Linked DNA regions of Sus scrofa: regions 2 and 3 are each linked to region 1. Evidence: chromatin contacts called from public HiChIP or PLAC-seq and promoter capture Hi-C data. All regions are on one chromosome and are shown on one strand. The core of a region is the stretch at or near the end of the contact, and the rest is flanking DNA. Distances in the headings are between cores, read along the strand shown. Region 1 overlaps ITGA4 (integrin alpha-4). Region 2 has its middle 49 kb from the start of NEUROD1. Region 3 overlaps LOC110257027 (a long non-coding RNA gene).

Region 1 (2,956 bases), core at 34-2,533:
TGGTTGCTCTAGAAAGAAACCTGAAGCACACCATGGATTAATTAGGATGAGAATCAAGCCCAGTTCAGGTGTGTTGTGCTGTGGGTCCTCAGCGCTTTTTCATAGGCTCATTGTGGTGTGTGTCTCTTGACCTCAACTGGGTCTGAGCCCTGATGGCAGGTGCATCCGGTGGCAACTGGGTGGATGTGTGGAAATGGGGAGCGTCAAGAGTCCCAACAGAGGAATCTTTTGAAACGAGGCAAGTCACAGCGCTTCCTTAATCCAGCCCTTGGACTTAGCAATAGCCTTAAAACACCCGCCCCTCTTGTTCAGCCCTAGCCACTGCTCTTCAAGCAATAGGCTGGGACTTAAGAGGAAGTGCGGGGAGGAAGGAAGTGGGCATAGAGGGGTGCAGGGCTCTGAGTCTCAAAGTGAATACCAAAACGTCTTTGTCACCAAAATATTTCTCAGGTGCCTTCAGGGAGTGCCTTTTGTTTGTTTTTAATTTGTGTCTCCCTGATTGATTTTTCTAGTGGTTCCTTATGGCCCCCAAATCAAATATAGCGCTTAACCAACGAAAGATCAGGATGAATCCCCACCGCAGTCCATCCCGGTGCCCGAGTTTGCAACTGGCCAGGCCAGGCGGGGCAGGTCGAGGAGCCTCATAGTGGGGCTCTCGAGGCTGATTGGAACCTCGTCGCTACGCATCTAGGCCCCAACCACAGTTAAAAGGCGAAGCCCGGGGCCCCTTCTCGCCCTACTCTTGCAAAGTCCCAGGAGCCAGGCGTCATCCCGCGCTCAGCTTGGACTAGGTGGCCCCAGTCTGGCGCGCGTCCTGCGCAGCTAAGGTCCCCCAGCGCCCCCTACAGCCGCGCGATGGGGGAAACGGCGCTAGGTACTGCGCCTCTGCACCACGCCCGGGACCCCACCCAGCGGCCCGCGCCCCAGACCTCGGGAGTACCTCACCTCCTCGGCTCCAGAAACAGGGCGTGGGGCCCGGCAAGCGCGCAGCATCCCGGGCCACCTCTGATCGCTCCGCCCGCTGCGGCCCGACTTCCCCTCCCTCCTTCTGTCCCTCCCTCCCTTCTTCCCTCCCGCCTGCCCGCCGGCGCCGGACACGCTGAGCCTCTTCTCTTGGGGCGCTCTTCCCCTTGGCTGACCGTCGCATCCCGCGCAACTTTGAGATAGACCATGGTCGTTTGGTGTTGAATGTTCCTTTCCGCAAGCGCATGGCTGTACAATCGAGGCGCGGGCCTGGCCCCCGAAGGGCAGCCGTCTCGAAAGCAGTGATGCTACTGTTGTTCTTGGGAGTCCCGACTGGGCGCGCCTACAACGTGGATACCGAGAGCCCGCTGCTCTACAAGGGCCCCTCCAAAACCTTGTTCGGCTACTCGGTGGTGCTGCACAGCCACGGGGCAAACCGATGGTGAGTGGGGTCGGTCTCGGTAACTCAAAGCCGCGAGCAAAAGACGCCTCAGGGATTCCCTGCGGGTTGAAACTTTCCTCCCTGTGGAGGAGGAAGGAGGGGGACGCAGAGACGGCCAGCTCGCGAGAGAAGTGCCCGGGAAACTAATTTGTCTTGAGGTGGCAGCACCCAGTGTGCGTTCTGGAGTTTGGGGTGGTGGGCGGGCGGAGGAGGAGGTGGGGAGAGCGGCCCTGCTGCCAGCTGCACGTCTGTAGAGACCTGGAGTTCAATGGGCAGCACCGCTCACGTCTGCGCGCACGTGCACAATTCTCTTTTTAGGCTGGTAGTCGGGGCGCCCACCGCCAGCTGGCAAGCTAATACTTCGGTGGTCAACCCTGGGGCGATTTATAGATGCAGAATCGGAAAGAATCCGGAGCGGAACTGCGAACAGCTTCAGCTGGGTGAGTTGAGTCTGCGACCAGAAGCTAGTGACCCCTCCCCACCCCCATCCCCACATACCCAAGGAAGCACAAGTCCTGGAAGAACTCCTGTTGCCTATTCTCCAAGTGAATGATTTTCACTAACTTCACTCGTGACAATGATTGCAGTTCTCTGACAAAACTATGTGAAGGAAAAGTTTTTTTATGAAACCTTCTTTTCACCTCTCCCTTTCTTCCCGCATTTGTAAAACACATTTTCAAGTCTCTCAGCACATTAAGGACAGGATCCAGCTAAGCCAAGACTTGAAAATTTTATTTCCATCTTTGACATATCAGCCTTATTAAAGAACAGGCTAAGGAATAGATAAGGATTAGCAATTGGAATTGATTCCCTATCCTGTCATTTAGCCCAAGAGCTTTCTAAAAAAGAAAATGATATAGTTTTACTTTGAATGTGAAATCTAAAAGAACACAAGCAAAAAGTGGCATCTCCATTGTTAATATACTTAAAATAAAGCTTAACGTATAATTATTATTTTTTCTCTCCAAAAACTGATGTTACGTAGATACCTCTATTTTACGTCATTTATTAATGTCTCTTCTTAGGTTTGTGATGACTTGAAAAATGCATTCTGATGAGGGAGGGGAGAAAGTTCGTGTTTCAAATCCAAAAGCAGATTTGCTTTGCACAGACACATGGGAGAAGAAAGGGGAACTAATATTAATTCAGACTATATCTTGTTCTAAATATTGTTAAGAACTGCTATGTATGTTGCTTATTTTCTGAAAAGTGGCATTGTTCTTATTTTACCCATGAGGACTCTGACTCAGAGAGTTGCAAGGACTTTTTCTAGAATTACTTAGCTAGCAAGTAGAAGATGGGACCCCAAGTCAAAGTCAGGTCTACTTGTGTCCAAAGTCTAAGCCCTTTCCTATCATGTATACATCTTCAGCGCAAATAAAATTAAATGAAAATTCTAATATGTTGTCTGCTGAGCTGATACGTCATCTGTGAAAGTGAATAAAAGGTCACAGTTGGTACCTTTCTCATCTTTATCTTTGTATCAATGCACTTTTGGGATAAGCTAGTTATTGCATCTTACCACCTCCTCCCCCCTTTTTGGGGGTAGTA
Region 2 (2,700 bases), core at 136-2,635, 280 kb after region 1:
TGTCTCAATTCTAAGATTCAGATTTAGGATCTGTTATTAGCAAATTCTTAGATTTCTAAAGATTTCTTATTGCCAATTTTAAAAACAGCATAGCATGATGATTTAGAGGTGAGAAGTTTTCTTTTTGGTTCCCTGAAGTTCCAAATGATTAGGCTGACCTCTGATCTATGGTTCATACCCTGGGTGCAAAATTGCTGGATTATGTAGAATTCCAAAGTCCACATGGTCTGGAAACCTATGTCACAAATTTATGGGGGTAGGGAGAGCATACATGGATTGACAAGTCATTACAGCTTCTGTACCCTAGTCATATGCTCTGACAATTACGGCAGATTACCAAGAAGAAATTAGGCAATCATGTTAACTAATGCTGTTCTTGTCAACTTGCTCTTTGGAAGCAGCTGAAAAGGAGTAGAATTAATTGATATTTCTAAAATCCAGAGAATTTCTATAGGCCGTGGGATAGTTTTAGTAAATGTGGGAGCCATAGAGGTTGTACCTCACCAGAGTTTAGAATTGCAATTTTCTATTATAAGTACTTTCTGCTATTGAAGTCACATGAGTCCTCTTGAGGCATATTCATAGGTATACTTTAAGGCAATCTATTTCCTGACATAAGTAAATGTTTGTTACTTTAATTATAACTCATCAAGAAAGACCATTTATTTACCTGTCTGTTGATCAAAATTTCTAAATTATGGAGGGAGGAAAAATGCGAATGTAGCTTTACTTAAAAGAAATAACAATAATTTACTTATGCAAGAAAATTATAGAGTATACATAATAAGTTATGCTGGGTAATGCTGTAGTAAACCAATTGGATATATCAGTTACATGGTTATTCTAGAACCTATATTTCTAACCACCGCTCACAGTAAACCAAAAAATCCCACTACCTCAATTCTTTGAAAAAAAAAAAAGTATAAGTAGTAAAAGAAAAAAAAAAGCCCTTTACTTATAAAAGTGACTAATAGTAACTAATAGCATATGGCTTAAAGGATAATTTAAACTATTTTATGTTACTTCCACAAAGATATTATTGTTATCATAATGATTCCTTTACACTTAGAATGAAGAAATAAATATGGGGTTTTCACATGATAAATACTGAGGTACAGGTCTGAAAACCAGAAAGAGATGTTTTTCCAGCAGAGCTGATCAGATTAAGCATGAAACGATTTTTTTTTTAATTACCCCACAAATCAAAACAAAGATGAGGGAAAAGTTCCATGAATAAACATCAGGGTCATAGTCTAGGAGAGGGGAAAACATATCAGGAAACCAAAAACAAGTGGAGCCAGTTGTCAATCTAGGAACAAGGCAGATGGTTAAAGTCGGAAGTCACATAAGCAACAAAAAGAGCCAAGGTCCAAACCACAAAGCAGAAGTTATGAGAATAACACAACTGGGCTCTAATCCCAAGGCTGAGAATGGAAGCCAAGCAAAGGTGCCTAGTCATAGAACCAAAGGGCAGTTGTTGAAGCAACAGAGCTTTTTTTGTTTCCTGCCCTTTAAAAAATGCAACAGAAGATAATTAATGTCTATGCCTCTCTGCCATGGTTAGATTAGAGGCAAGTATGGGCTGATTGAGAGTTTTTACCTATCCGACAAGATCAGGAGACATTTTGATTCTGTGGAAGTCACTGTCACAGAACTTGAGGCTGAGGACAAGTCTGAGAAAATCCGACAGACGGAGTGCTCTTGAACTAACTCACTTAGGCCAGGTGACTTTTTCTGCATTATTTCCTTATTTCAGGACAGGAGAAAGAGAACCAGGAATTTGAATTGTTTTACATGGCAAGTGTGACTTCTTTTTCTTCTTGTTTTAAACAACATGTCTGTATTATGTCTAGTTAATGGCATTAAGGGCTAGAATTCAGTTGTCTCCCAAATGGGAGAGAAAGAACATGTGAATGGGGGGGGGCAGTTAATTGGGTAGTATGTTATTTTAAAAAATTCCATCATCTGTGTCCACATTACAGTAAGAACATGCTTGATTTCCCTTGACCCCTTCTCTGTGTGATTTTTCACTCCTCTCCTTAGCATTGGCACAGTGTAGATCAGAGGCCAAGAGGTGTCACCAGTCCATTGTCCTAGGTAACTAACAATACAAAATATACACCCCAGAGTTTCAGTCAGTGGGTTCCCAACAGATCAACAAGTGGAAAGTCTGACATCTTCCCCGGAGTGATGGTATTAAGCTAATGGTGTTCTCTGACAGGAAGTTTTTTTCTGATACTGTGTATGTTTTCCTAACTCCTCTTACTGCTCACTCCCATGGTTATCTCTATGGCTCTGGAAAACAATGCCAACCCCCTCATCAGTGTTCTATTTTTAGACCTCATTTAGTCTATAGAGTCAGATGGCTCATATTTAGCTTCCCTTAAATTTCTCCCATTAGTCATTCAAACTCATCATCGCCTTAGTCATTTTTGTTTGGTTGGTTTTCAGTTTATGATGCTTAGCCTAAGAATGAAAACAGCATTTCCAGGAATAGCTCATAAGGGTGCAGTCAGATACTTTAGTCTATATACTGAAATGACTTTACATTATTTCTTAGAAAGGAATCTAATTTTTCATTCTTCTTCAATTCATACCTCCTTCAGCCTCGCAGTTTTGAGTTCCTTCTATCAATGATACTCTCCCTTCTGGGAGAACAATTTCTAGGATATGTTGTTATCCCTAGAACTTAGCACCATA
Region 3 (2,726 bases), core at 126-2,625, 310 kb before region 1:
AAGATGAGGGCCATTTCTCAGAACAGCAGAATTCTTTTCTCACATGAGCTACATGACAGAGGAGTGTTATACAGCTCACCCATGGATGCTGGCAGCCAAGTGACACCCAGACACAGTTCTGATTCTGCATTATGTAATTGGAAATCCCTGCGGTGCAGTAACTTCTCAGTGTGCCCAGTGATCTAAATTAATGTCTCACTTCTGCTCTGGGAGAACTAGGCTGCCAATGGTTTCCTTTTTTTTCTTCTTTTAGTTGAAAAAGACAATTTATCTTAGAGAACATTGTAATGGATGTTTCTGCATATCTGTTTTGCAAAATGAAGTTGAGTTTTGTGCTGTATTTTTGGTTTTGTGTCTTAATCCTTTGAGATAATGTGAGCTCAATGTATTTCAGTGTATTTAAGTGCCCTTGTGTGTGTGTCTGCATTCATTCATTTGCTCTGAGGTACTAGGAAGCTGCCTTGGCTACTGCACTTTTACATACAAAGCATTTTTTTTTACATACATTTTTTTTTTTACATACATTTTTTTTTACATACAAAGCATTTTTGCTTAGTGGCCAAAATATGGAAGAAACTTCTTAAGGCTGTAAGCGGGTCTTCTTTAGATTCCAAAGACAATGCCAATGGTTATTTTAGAATTACTATTTGATCTGTTTCTTATGACTTTCTTCCTTTCCTGGGTGTGTTTAGTTTTTTTCAACGTGAATTCAAAAGTATTTCTGCTCTTAATGTATGTTTTTAAAAATAAATGATTGTACACAACAGTGGGAGGAAGAAATATGTATACATGTATGTGTAACTTGGTCCCCATGCTGTATAGTGGAAAATAAATAACTAAAAATAATAAATGATTGTTTACTTATAGCATTTTTGTAGTAAAAATGTTTCAATAGAAATTATTTACTTTGGTTCATTTTCAGTGTTGCATGTTTATGGTAAAACTGAACAAGTTCTTTCACCTAGAGGGAGATGATGCTGATAATTTAGAAATTGGCATTTCTCCCCTCATTGAATTCAAATGTGTATGGAAGCCCTACACCTACCATTAGCTTTACTTGGCTTCTCTAGAACAGTCCAAAAGGAAAATACCTTCACACACACAAAAAAAACGTGCTTGGGCGGTGAAAGACAAGAATGCATATTTTATGGAAAACAAAGCTCTTCTCTGTCTATCACTTGCAAATGTTTCTAGCTCAACTGCCCTAATCTAGGCTTCCACATTATCTTTCTTGAACCCAGACAACAGTCTCCTAATTAGTTTCTCCACAAGTTGTCTGACCCCCTCTAAAACTCTTCTTCACACACAGAATTCACATTGGATCATATCAACTTCTTCCTCTCCTCAACACCGACAACATACCAGGCTTAAAATTCTTCAGTGGTTTTCCTCTGTTCTTAGGATAAGAAAACAAACTCTTATCAGGGCTTGCAGGGTTTGGCTGACTCATCAGCTTCACCTCATCCATGCTTCTTCTCTGAGCTCCCATTTCACTTGCCTTCCTTCAGGTCGTCAAAGGGGCCAAGTTCCCTCCTACCTACACATAGATCTTTGTTCTTGGAGCTGAGTAGCTCAACGAGTAGCTCACTGTTCTTGTCCTGGTAATTCCTCTCATTCTTCTGATACCAATTCAATGTTCACTTCCTCAGGGAAGCTTCCCTCACCAACACAATTTGTTCATTTCCTTTTAAAGTTATCCTCCCATAAGCACCAGGTTTTTCTCCTTTATACACCTCTTTTTGTAGTTGTAATTTTACATTCATTGTTTAATAATTTGATTAATATTTGTCATCCTTAAAACATGAAGACAGAGGTTATAATTCTTTTTTTTTTTGAAATTGTATCTCACTACCAAATATATGCCTGGATATAATAGGGGTTCCATAAGTATTTTTTCTTTTCTTTTCTTTCTTTTAAATGAATGAATGAAGAAATAAAGCACCTGGCCAGAATTTGGACTAAACCCTTGACTAACTTTATTGTGACTGTGTAAAACTAGAAAAATAAAGATATTCAGACGTATTAGAGCTTTTCTTTATTACCTTTTTTTTTTTTTTTGGTGAGATGCACCAGCTGCATTTGAAAGCAAGGCTCACATAGATTTTGCGTGTCTGCAATGCTCATATGAGGAACTATCTAATCATATTGTAACAACAAACATGTATTGCGTTCTTACTATGTGTCATATTGTGTACTAAGCTCTAAACCTGTGCTAACTCATTTCTATCCACAAGTTTTCTGGACCACTGATACTACCACTATCTGCTTTCAGTGAGTGAAGGAACTGAAACAATAACTGACCTGAGGCCACAGAACTAGTAGGTGGATCTGAGAAGTTTGCAGACTCTAGAACCCAGCTCTTATACTGCCTTATTTAAAATAACATCATTTGGAGTTCCCAGAGTGGCTCAGTGGAAATGAAACTGACTAGTATCCATGAGGATACAGGTTCGATCCCTGGCCTTGCTCAGTGGGTTAAGGATCCAGCTTTCCTGAGCTGTGGGCATAGGTTGCAGTTGTGACTTGGATCTAGCATTGCTGTGACTGTGATACACCAGCGGCTACAGCTCCAATTCAACCCCTAGCCTGGGAACCTCCATCTGCCGCGAGTGCAGCCCTAAAAATACAAAATAAAATAAAATATCATTAACATCTTTTTGTTTTGTCTAGCGAGTAGAAGATCAACAGTCTGTGTTTTGCCAAATAAATAAGAGTAGGATGTGAAC

Evidence for each region. Promoter capture Hi-C pulls out the DNA fragments that hold promoters and counts their contacts. HiChIP or PLAC-seq counts read pairs in DNA pulled down with a chosen protein or histone mark.
Region 2: a contact with region 1 is called in an H3K27ac HiChIP or PLAC-seq map of alveolar macrophages. The contact joins two enhancer-like sites. A contact is called at or near these places in 1 of 47 Hi-C or Micro-C datasets (embryonic fibroblasts) and 1 of 2 datasets of contacts at active chromatin or transcription factors (alveolar macrophages).
Region 3: a promoter capture Hi-C map of fetal liver shows a contact between it and region 1, with 5 times the contacts expected there. The contact joins two enhancer-like sites. A contact is called at or near these places in 1 of 5 promoter capture datasets (fetal liver), 1 of 47 Hi-C or Micro-C datasets (blood) and 1 of 2 datasets of contacts at active chromatin or transcription factors (alveolar macrophages).

The regions. Positions count from the first base shown.
Region 1 is chr15:86,946,283-86,949,238 of Sscrofa11.1, forward strand. It overlaps ITGA4 (integrin alpha-4), which reads left to right. Exons shown (of 27, transcript XM_013982231.2): 1 at 1-1,405; 2 at 1,724-1,845. The coding sequence starts at 1,209. Among named protein-coding and RNA genes, the nearest start is that of ITGA4, 5.7 kb to the left of the region's middle. Within about 2 kb of position 1,284, at least 40 of the 83 cell types and tissues checked have an H3K27ac peak or open chromatin away from gene starts, as enhancers often do. A contact at or near this core is called in alveolar macrophages and fetal liver, where this site is marked.
Region 2 is chr15:87,227,931-87,230,630 of Sscrofa11.1, forward strand. No RefSeq gene overlaps it. Among named protein-coding and RNA genes, the nearest start is that of NEUROD1, 49 kb to the left of the region's middle. Within about 2 kb of position 1,386, at least 10 of the 83 cell types and tissues checked have an H3K27ac peak or open chromatin away from gene starts, as enhancers often do. A contact at or near this core is called in alveolar macrophages, where this site is marked.
Region 3 is chr15:86,638,871-86,641,596 of Sscrofa11.1, forward strand. The region is part of intron 1 of LOC110257027 (a long non-coding RNA gene); the gene reads left to right. Among named protein-coding and RNA genes, the nearest start is that of UBE2E3, 170 kb to the left of the region's middle. Within about 2 kb of position 1,376, at least 13 of the 83 cell types and tissues checked have an H3K27ac peak or open chromatin away from gene starts, as enhancers often do. A contact at or near this core is called in fetal liver, where this site is marked.